3 separate regions of the Zea mays genome follow, and all the other regions are linked to region 2. Evidence: chromatin contacts called from public Hi-C and HiChIP or PLAC-seq data. All regions are on one chromosome and are shown on one strand. The core of a region is the stretch at or near the end of the contact, and the rest is flanking DNA. Distances in the headings are between cores, read along the strand shown.

Region 1 (2,957 bases), core at 205-2,704, 390 kb before region 2:
AGACCCAATGCCAGACAGAGGCTCCCACGTGAGTGGGGTCTGGGGAAAAGATAAACCGAGGCAAGCCTTCCCCCCGCAAATGTGGAGGGGCTGCTTCGAACCCGCGGCCTAGAAAATGTGGAGAGACCACCTCCAATACATATCGTAAATTTGATGATGACTCCAATAACTTGTTAAATGAGAATGTAGAGTTATAAATTCATAAATATATTCAATAAGTTTCTGCATAGTGTTATGAAGCACCGGTAATGATTATAGAATAAGAGAACGTTTGACAGAACTACAGAAGTAAAAGAAAAACAAACTTCTGTGTATTTCTAATAAGATAGATGCATGTATAACCACATATTTAGCTTAAATTGGTGTGGATACTTCTTTTTCTGTCAGAGTAAATAAGAAAACATTGAAACCTATAGCACAATAAAAGTAGTGCTCATACCTTTACGACATGGGCAAACCAGTCCACAATATCATTTTCCTTCATCTGTGCTCCTATCTGACAAAGTGATTCCACAGCCTTGTCTCTGACGCAGGTCTCCTCCACAGTACACAATGTTTCCAGTGGTGGAAGCAAAACATGTGCATGCTCTACTCCTCCAACATAAGGAATAAAAACGCCCAACTCTTCTGCCATTGCAAGAAGCACCTCATCTTCATCATCGTTGTTTTCACTAAGGAATGGAATCAGCTCTTTCCTTGTTCTTTCTTCACCCAATGCCCGGGCAATTGTAGAAAGCTTTTTGATGGAGTTAAGGCGCAACTGAATATCTTCATTTTTCAGTTCATCAATCAGTACAGCAATCGGGTAGAGAGGTTCATCAATCATAGCCATTATTATGTTTGGCTATAGATTTTTTCCCAGCTGTAAAATACACCAACAGGGATGAAATAAGTTAGCGTTCATAAACTTAACACAATATTATGAAAGCCAAAATCTTATCAACCATTGACTACAGGACGCCAAATTAGGTCAGCGAGTTTTTAGCTCCTAACAGGGGCGGACACAGCAAAGGGGCATGAGCGTACACATGTACACCCGATAATTTTTCAAAAGGGTTCCAGGTTAGGAACCAACAAATAGCCAAATAGCTTTAGATTAGGGTTTGGGTGCTCGGCTTCGCACGGCAGGAAGTGAAGAAAAGGGATGAGAATACCTGGTGGGTGCTCGTCGCCGGCGAAGAGATCAACGAAGACCTCGGCACCTGGCGTAAGGCGGCGCCAGCGCCGGCGGCCCACTAGTCGTCGTAGAGCGAGGGGGCGAGAGGTGCGCGAGTGAACTGTGCGCGGCAGGGGAATACGGCGAGCGACGGTACGCGATTGAACGTTAGGGGAATGCGGGGGACTGCCGTTCGGGCCGGGGGAAGCTCACACGGCCACACGGGGCCTTCTCCTGAGCCGCATTTGGCTATTCCCTTTTTTTGTTCTTTTTCTTTCACTCTCCTTTTTATTTGTTTGACTCAATTTTATATCATCCTCTCATATCAATGCTGACAACTAAAATATTAGTTTTAAATAACAGAAAATAGTGTTTATATTATTATTATTATTACAGTGTAAATAAGCGGATAGAATTTTCTACATTCTGTAGTAAGATAAGTGTTAGCGACTTTTTGGTAAAACATCAACCATCCCTAGATCTCGATTCCGGGGAGTCGAGACCTTGGCGAGCTCCCTACGAGATGCTAGACGGTCTGCGATAGGTCAACAGACCGTCCGCATGTAGATCACCGTAGAGCAGATAAATAAGATCTTCTCTGGGTGCGTGGACTGTTTGTTTGTAGGCGACGGACTGTCCATAATGGTGCAGAGGGCTTCGTGTAGAAGCTAGATCTCGCATCCCAGAAGGAACCTTGTGGGAAGATAGATCATAGGGTTGCTTCATGATCAACAGGCTAAAACGCTCTAGATGTTGGGCAAGTGGTCCATTTGATATAAGTTATAACTCTATTTTATAAAGATGGTTTGGGATTGCATCTCTTTGGGCCATGGGTATCCGGTCAATATATTAAAATGTATAAAATTGTGGTGTACCTAGCCTGAATAGGCAAATGGATCAGGCATGGAATATGGATTCACTGTCGTACTACACTACACTTGAGCAGAACAACACATCAGCGATGAGTAGTGAAAGTCGCCTAGAGGGGGGGTGAATAGGGCGAAACTGAAATTCTCAAAAATAATCACAACTACAAGTCGGGTTAGCGTTAGAAATATAATAGAGTCCGAGAGAGAGGGTGCAAAACAAATCGCAAGCAAATAATGAAGTGAGACACGCGGATTTGTTTTACCGAGGTTCGGTTCTCGCAAACCTACTCCCCGTTGAGGAGGCCACAAAGGTCGGGTCTCTTTCAACCCTTCCTCTCTCAAACGGTCCCTCGGACTGAGTGAGCTTCTCTTCTCAAATCACTTGGGAATCAAAACTTCCCGCAAGGACCACCACACACTTGGTGTCTCTTGCCTCAATTACAAGTGAGTGTTTGATCACAAGAAAGAATGTCAAAGAAAAGAAGCGATCCAAGTGCAAGAGCTCAAATGAACACTACAAATCACTCTCACTAGTCACTAAGGCTTTGTGTGGAGTTGGGAGAGGATTTGATCTCTTTTGGTGTGCTTTGCAATGAATGCTAGCTCTTGTATAGTGGTTGGAAGCTGGAAAACTTGAATCACTTGAATGTGGGGTGGTTGGGGGTATTTATAGCCCCAACCACCAAACTAGCCGTTTGGTGGGACTGTCTGCCGAATGGTGCACCGGACAGTCCGGTGCACACCGGACATGTCCGGTGCGCCAGCCACGTCACCAATACCGTTGGATTCCGACTGTTGGAGCTTCTGTCTTCTGGGCCCGCCTGGATGTCCGGTGCACACCGGACATGTACTGTTCAATGTCCGGTGTGCCAGTATGGGCGTGCCTGCCTTCTGCGCGCTTCTGGCGCGTATTGAATGCGCCTGCAGGTGAC
Region 2 (2,781 bases), core at 12-2,511:
GTGCGCCTTCTCGCGCGTGCCTGACTTCTGCGCGCTCTGGCGCGCATTAAATGCTGTAGTAGGTGACTGTTGGCGCGGAAGGAGCCGTTGCTCCGCTGGCACACCGGACAGTCCGGTGTGCACCGGACACTGTCCGGTGACTCACCGGACAGTGCGGTGAATTATAGCGGAGCGCCCTCTGATTTTCCCGAAGGTGACAAGTTCAAGCTAAAGTGCCCTGGTGCACCGGACACTGTCCGGTGGCACACCGGACAGTGCGGTGCGCCAGACCAGAGTGCCTTTCGGATTGTCCTTTGCTCTCTTGTTTGAACCCTTTTCTTGGTCTTTTTATTGGCTTATTGTGAACCTTTGGCACCTGAAGAACTTATAGACTAGAGCAAACTAGTTAGTCCAATTATTTTTGTTGGGCAATTCAACCACCAAAATCAATTAGAAAATAGGTGTAAGTCTAATTCTCTTTCAGAGCACCGATGTCCTCAGACGCTGCTGGTGCCTCAATCAACGAGTGGTCAACATCTTCAATGGTGAGGTACCAATATGCATCTGACGTAGTGTGTAGTAATGAATAATTTATGGGACACGAGGAGGGCAAGGAAGCTTGAACTAGGAAAGAACCGTGGTTGTCGTCGTCGGTTCCCGTGGAGTCTCCATATTCGACGGGGATGATCAGAGCCAGTGACGGCGTCGACGCTCATGGCGGGGTCTCCATTGTTGAGGCCGGTGAATCGAGCGCCATCAGGAGCAAGACCGGGAGCTGGTTCCACAACTCGATCCGTTCCGAGAAACGAGACAGGTAGATAAATTGCCGTAACACCGTACAAGAAGCATTCCACTAGAAGAGGGATCAAACCAGTTTGGGTATTAACTAAGGCAGAACTTAGGCCCCGTTTGGTTAGAGGGACTAATCTTTAGTTCCTGTTTTTAGTCTCGTTTAGTCTCTATTTTACCAAACGGAAGGACTAAAGTAGTGACTAATTGACTTTAGTCTCTAGTCCTTCATATGTGTACTAAAAGGGATTAAAGGACAACATTTACTCTAATTATCCTTTCTAGAAAACTGGTGTCAAACAAAAAATGGGCATTTTAGTCTTTATGTGTTATATTTAATGTATTTAGAATCTATTTAGTCCCTACAACCAAGCAGGGTAGAGATTAAAATTTAGTTGCTGGACTAAACTTTAGTCCTAGTACTAATGGAACCCAACAGAGCCTTATTATAATAATGTTGTGGATAGCATTTTTTAAAGACTGGTCATACATTCGTTCCAAAAAGCTCTCCTCTTCCGGTCTTCCCCCCTTCTGCAGCTGTGCTCCCCTGCCCCGCGGCGCCGCCGCCAGCCTCTCGTGCGCCATGCCACCGCGAAAGCGCCCGGCGCTGCCGCCGGATGAGCCCTCCCCTTCCTCGAAGCATCAACCTGAAGCACATCCGTCCGAACCCTCCAAACCCTCACCCGATTCCGAGCAGCCGATCATCTCGGCGGCGATCCTCGCCCAACTGCCCCCCCAGGAGCGCCTGGCGTACAAGCTCATCTTCGAGGCGGGCAACAAGGGCATGTGGATGCTGGATATCCGCAAGAAGTTGTTGATGGGCCCCAACATCGCCACCAAGGTCGTGCGTACCCTCGTGACGCGGCGGCTCCTCAAGGAGGTCAGCGATGTGCGCCACCGTAGCAGGAAGATCTTCATGGCCACCGACTTCCAGCCCTCTGCCGAGATCACCGGCGGCACCTGGTACCACGACGGCCGCCTGGACACTGACGCCGTAACCACTGCGCGCCGCTGCTGCCAGGCGCAGGTCGAGAGGCTCGGCGCCGCCACCGTGCAGATGATCCACCACGGTATTCTGAAGGACGATCCCAGGGCCGGGTACACTATCGACAAGATCAGGGATATCATCAAGACCATGGTTCTCGACAAGGTCCTCGAGGAGGTCAAGAGCACCGGCACGGGGGAGTTCAGGGATGTCAGGGCCGGCACAATGTGCTATCGGCTGGTGACTGGGGCTCCGCAGGGAGGGATGATGGAGGGAATTCCTTGTGGGGTTTGCCCCAGGATTGATGAGTGCTCGCCGGAGGGGATAATCTCACCGAGCACGTGCGTTTACTACAAGAAGTGGCTGCAGATGGACTTCTAGGCGGTTAGCCGTCTTCTGCTGTACCTGTATATGTGTATATGATGGAGTGTTGGAGTCCATTGGAGAACTCAGTTTCATATTGACCAATTGGGGCTGTTGGATCACACGCTAGGCTGGATTCAAATGTTCAATTGGAACCTCTGAAAGGATAGTCATAGAAGCGCAGTTTCAGATTCTGGTACTCATATTAAGAATCATCTCTGTATTTATTTCTACTCAGTCCTTTTAGCTTGTCATAATCTTCCATTTGTATCTATTTCATCAAGTTTGGATGTCTGTACTCACTACTCAGTATCATATCAACATCATTAATATTTAGGTAGATCGGCAAAATCCCGCTCTTGTGCTGAAGTTATATATTGACATTGAGCATGTGAACCCAAAGTGTTCCTGTTTGACATCCAAAGGACCAACAAAGGTGCACCTTCTATTCAACTTTGTAGGACCACTAAACTTAAACTAGCAGAACTTAGATTGTGAAATACAGTACAATATTCTGTTTGGCCAATTTTTGAAAACCCCAATGGCTGCAATGATAGACAACCACAATGTTCAGGTACAGTATCCATGCTGCTTGATTGTTTTAGCCCATTATCTTTCTCTGGAACTTAATCTGTCTCAATTTACAAGGTTGTCATATATGCTCG
Region 3 (2,745 bases), core at 89-2,588, 290 kb before region 2:
CCTAGTTGCCTAGTCATCCAGCCTCGAAGTTATAATCCTAGTTTCTTAAGCATCCAGTGGCTAAGGGTCACGCAAGTTTATGTAAGATCTAACACCACCCCCGTAAGGTCATTTTCAATGTCAGTTTCATAGAGGTTTCATTGTCATTAAGGCCTTTTTTGTCTAGGAATGCACCCAGAAATCGTTCTTATTGATCAAAGCTTATATAAATGAGACAAGCAATCCGGCTAGGAACCGTTCCAAGCATTGGTCACATGCTAACCAAACGGGCACTAAATGTTGTGTCATGTCAGCAATTGAGATGATGTGGCAAGCAATTAACGAAGAAACATATGAAATGGGTTTTATGGAGATGAAACCATGTCTACACTATTGCTTAGACATATTGTCTTGTCTTTTCATGTTACCTATGAAACCTTGCTCAATTAAACTCTTCACTGTGAGAGACGTACTGTTTCAACCATGATTTCATTTGTTTCTTGATTATGTTACATCTTGAAAACACAAATTTGAAATCTACCACTGTGGAATGGCTTGGCCTCAACCTTACCTGCCGAGTGATGCGCGTACGTACGGAGACAGACGGAGTGAGCAGCTAGCATGCAGCGTTACTGTAGCAAAAGGTTCCGTCCTGCAAGGAGCTGAGGAAGGAAGGAACACGTATCCAACTGGGCGATCATTGGGCGTGGACAAGACAAGGGCCGGGGCAGCGAGGACCGCCATTATTGATGCTGCCGCTCTGCCTTTTTACGGGGCTTCTGTTGCCATGGATGGATGGATGATTGGCGGATTGATTGATGGATTGGTTGCCCCTCGACCCTCGTGGGGTGTGGATGCATGGATGGATTGGATGCCGCAGTTATTGCCCGGCCAAACACAGCTGCTCGGCAGCGTCAGTGCAGTGTCGTCGTCCCCATGGACATGCATGCATGAGTGAAGCAAGCAATCCTCCATTGCCAGCGTGTGTATGTGTACTGACGGGAGCTGTGGATCAACAAGAGTCTTCCAGGCTAACTGCTCGATCCCTTCACCATACGTCCATACCATTGACATGGTCTCTTCCGCTCAACTGCTTCCGACCTCTGCCCATCAAAACGACCATCTCATGATGTGTGCCTTCTCCCATTGCTAATTTGATCAGCGGGTTTTAGTGCGATCTTGCATGCAAAGCACCGGGCCTCAGGCTCCCCTCCATAAATGAGAGGAGTACTGGCAGGGCAGCAGCAGCAGCGAGGCTGGGTGGTTATGCCACCCGCCACCACACTGCAGTTCACCGACAGCGCGACCCAGCCACAAGCCCAACCCACGACAGGACACTAGGACAGGCAAGGCAAGGGCTTCGGAGTCCAGGCCACCTAGCTCTGACACAAGTGTTCCTGCTGAAAGGAAAGGTCACCCTGACAGAACAGCAACTTGGACGCAGCGCAGCCGTGGCACTGCACGCGCACGCACAGCACAACACAACACACAGCCGGCCGGGGGCGTCGTCGCTGTATCTAACCGCATTAACGCTGCCCTGCGGACGCAAGTACAGTGCGGGGGTAGCGCTAAAATATTCACCGGAATGGAAGGGAAAGAGGGCCGGCCGGCCGGCATCTACACATACCCACCCCCACTCCCTGATCCGGAGGCACTCACTCACTCGCATCACTGACTGACTGGACTGCTGCTCACTCCTTCCTTCCTTCCCCTGGCAGAGAATCTGCAGTGCTTGCCGGCCGGCCCGTCCCTGCCCTGCAGAGCGCGGGGATCTGCAGGCATCATGGTGCAATCAAAGAAGAAGTTCCGCGGCGTCAGGCAGCGCCACTGGGGCTCCTGGGTCTCCGAGATCAGGCACCCGCTGCTGTAAGAAACTGGTGGCCCCCCATGCTAGATCTTCTTCCCTCAGCTCTACTAGCTAGCCACGCTGCTCTCTAGTAGTAGTAGTAGATGCCTCGGTCTTTCTCTTTCGCCATGCGTTCTGACGATGGCGGCGTGGTGGGCATGCATGCTTGAATCGAATATGCAGTAAGAGGAGGGTGTGGCTGGGCACCTTCGAGACGGCAGAGGAGGCGGCGCGGGCGTACGACGAGGCCGCCGTCCTCATGAGCGGCCGCAACGCCAAGACCAACTTCCCCGTGCCAAGGAGCGGCACCGGGGAGCTGCTGGCCCCTGCAGTGCCGGCCGCACGGGAGGCGCGTGGTGGCGGCGGCGGCGGCACCAGCCTGTCGCAGATCCTCAGCGCCAAGCTCCGCAGGTGCTGCAAGACGCCGTCGCCGTCGCTCACCTGCCTCCGCCTCGACCCGGAGAAGTCCCACATTGGCGTCTGGCAGAAGCGCGCCGGCGCGCGCGCCGACTCCAGCTGGGTCATGACCGTCGAGCTCAGCAAGGACGCGCCGCCGCCGCCGTCCTCCGGCGAGGAGCCCGCGCCCAGCTACGGCGGCGCGGCCACCACGCCCACGTCGTCCACTGTCACGGCCGGGTCGCCTCCACCTGAGATGATGGATGACGAGGAGAGTGTTGCGCTGCAGATGATCGAGGAGCTGCTGGGATCACATGGGATGATGCTCCAGGGTGCAGCAGGCAGCCTCGTCATCTGAAGGAAACCGCATGGTTCTACAAGCTATTATGATATGATCAGGACATCATCATCAGGTCACTGTCCCAGATCAGACCAAGCAGTTAAGATTGCATCATATATATATAATATATATAGGTACACCTCTATTACTACATCAAGCTTAGGAAAAAACCATATAGTAAGAT

The links. A called contact is a pair of places that touch in the nucleus more often than the background predicts. HiChIP or PLAC-seq counts read pairs in DNA pulled down with a chosen protein or histone mark.
Region 1: a contact with region 2 is called in a Hi-C map of ear, with 2.6 times the contacts expected there. The contact joins the promoter of LOC100283785 here to the promoter of LOC100284691 in region 2. A contact is called at or near these places in 2 of 25 Hi-C or Micro-C datasets (ear and tassel).
Region 3: an H3K4me3 HiChIP or PLAC-seq map of leaf shows a contact between it and region 2, with 2.7 times the contacts expected there. The contact joins the promoter of LOC103638685 here to the promoter of LOC100284691 in region 2. A contact is called at or near these places in 3 of 25 Hi-C or Micro-C datasets (bundle sheath, ear and leaf) and 1 of 3 datasets of contacts at active chromatin or transcription factors (leaf).

Annotation. Positions count from the first base shown.
Region 1 is chr9:94,927,344-94,930,300 of Zm-B73-REFERENCE-NAM-5.0, reverse strand. LOC100283785 (Serine/threonine-protein phosphatase 2A 65 kDa regulatory subunit A) reads right to left here and starts at 1,454. Exons shown (of 13, transcript NM_001412582.1): 1 at 1,155-1,454; 2 at 440-862. The coding sequence starts at 832.
Region 2 is chr9:94,537,069-94,539,849 of Zm-B73-REFERENCE-NAM-5.0, reverse strand. LOC100284691 reads left to right here and starts at 1,261. Exons shown (of 1, transcript NM_001366702.1): 1 at 1,261-2,531. The coding sequence starts at 1,352. The coding sequence ends at 2,134.
Region 3 is chr9:94,824,562-94,827,306 of Zm-B73-REFERENCE-NAM-5.0, reverse strand. LOC103638685 (ethylene-responsive transcription factor WIN1) reads left to right here and starts at 1,338. Exons shown (of 2, transcript XM_008661526.4): 1 at 1,338-1,845; 2 at 2,009-2,745. The coding sequence starts at 1,763. The coding sequence ends at 2,579.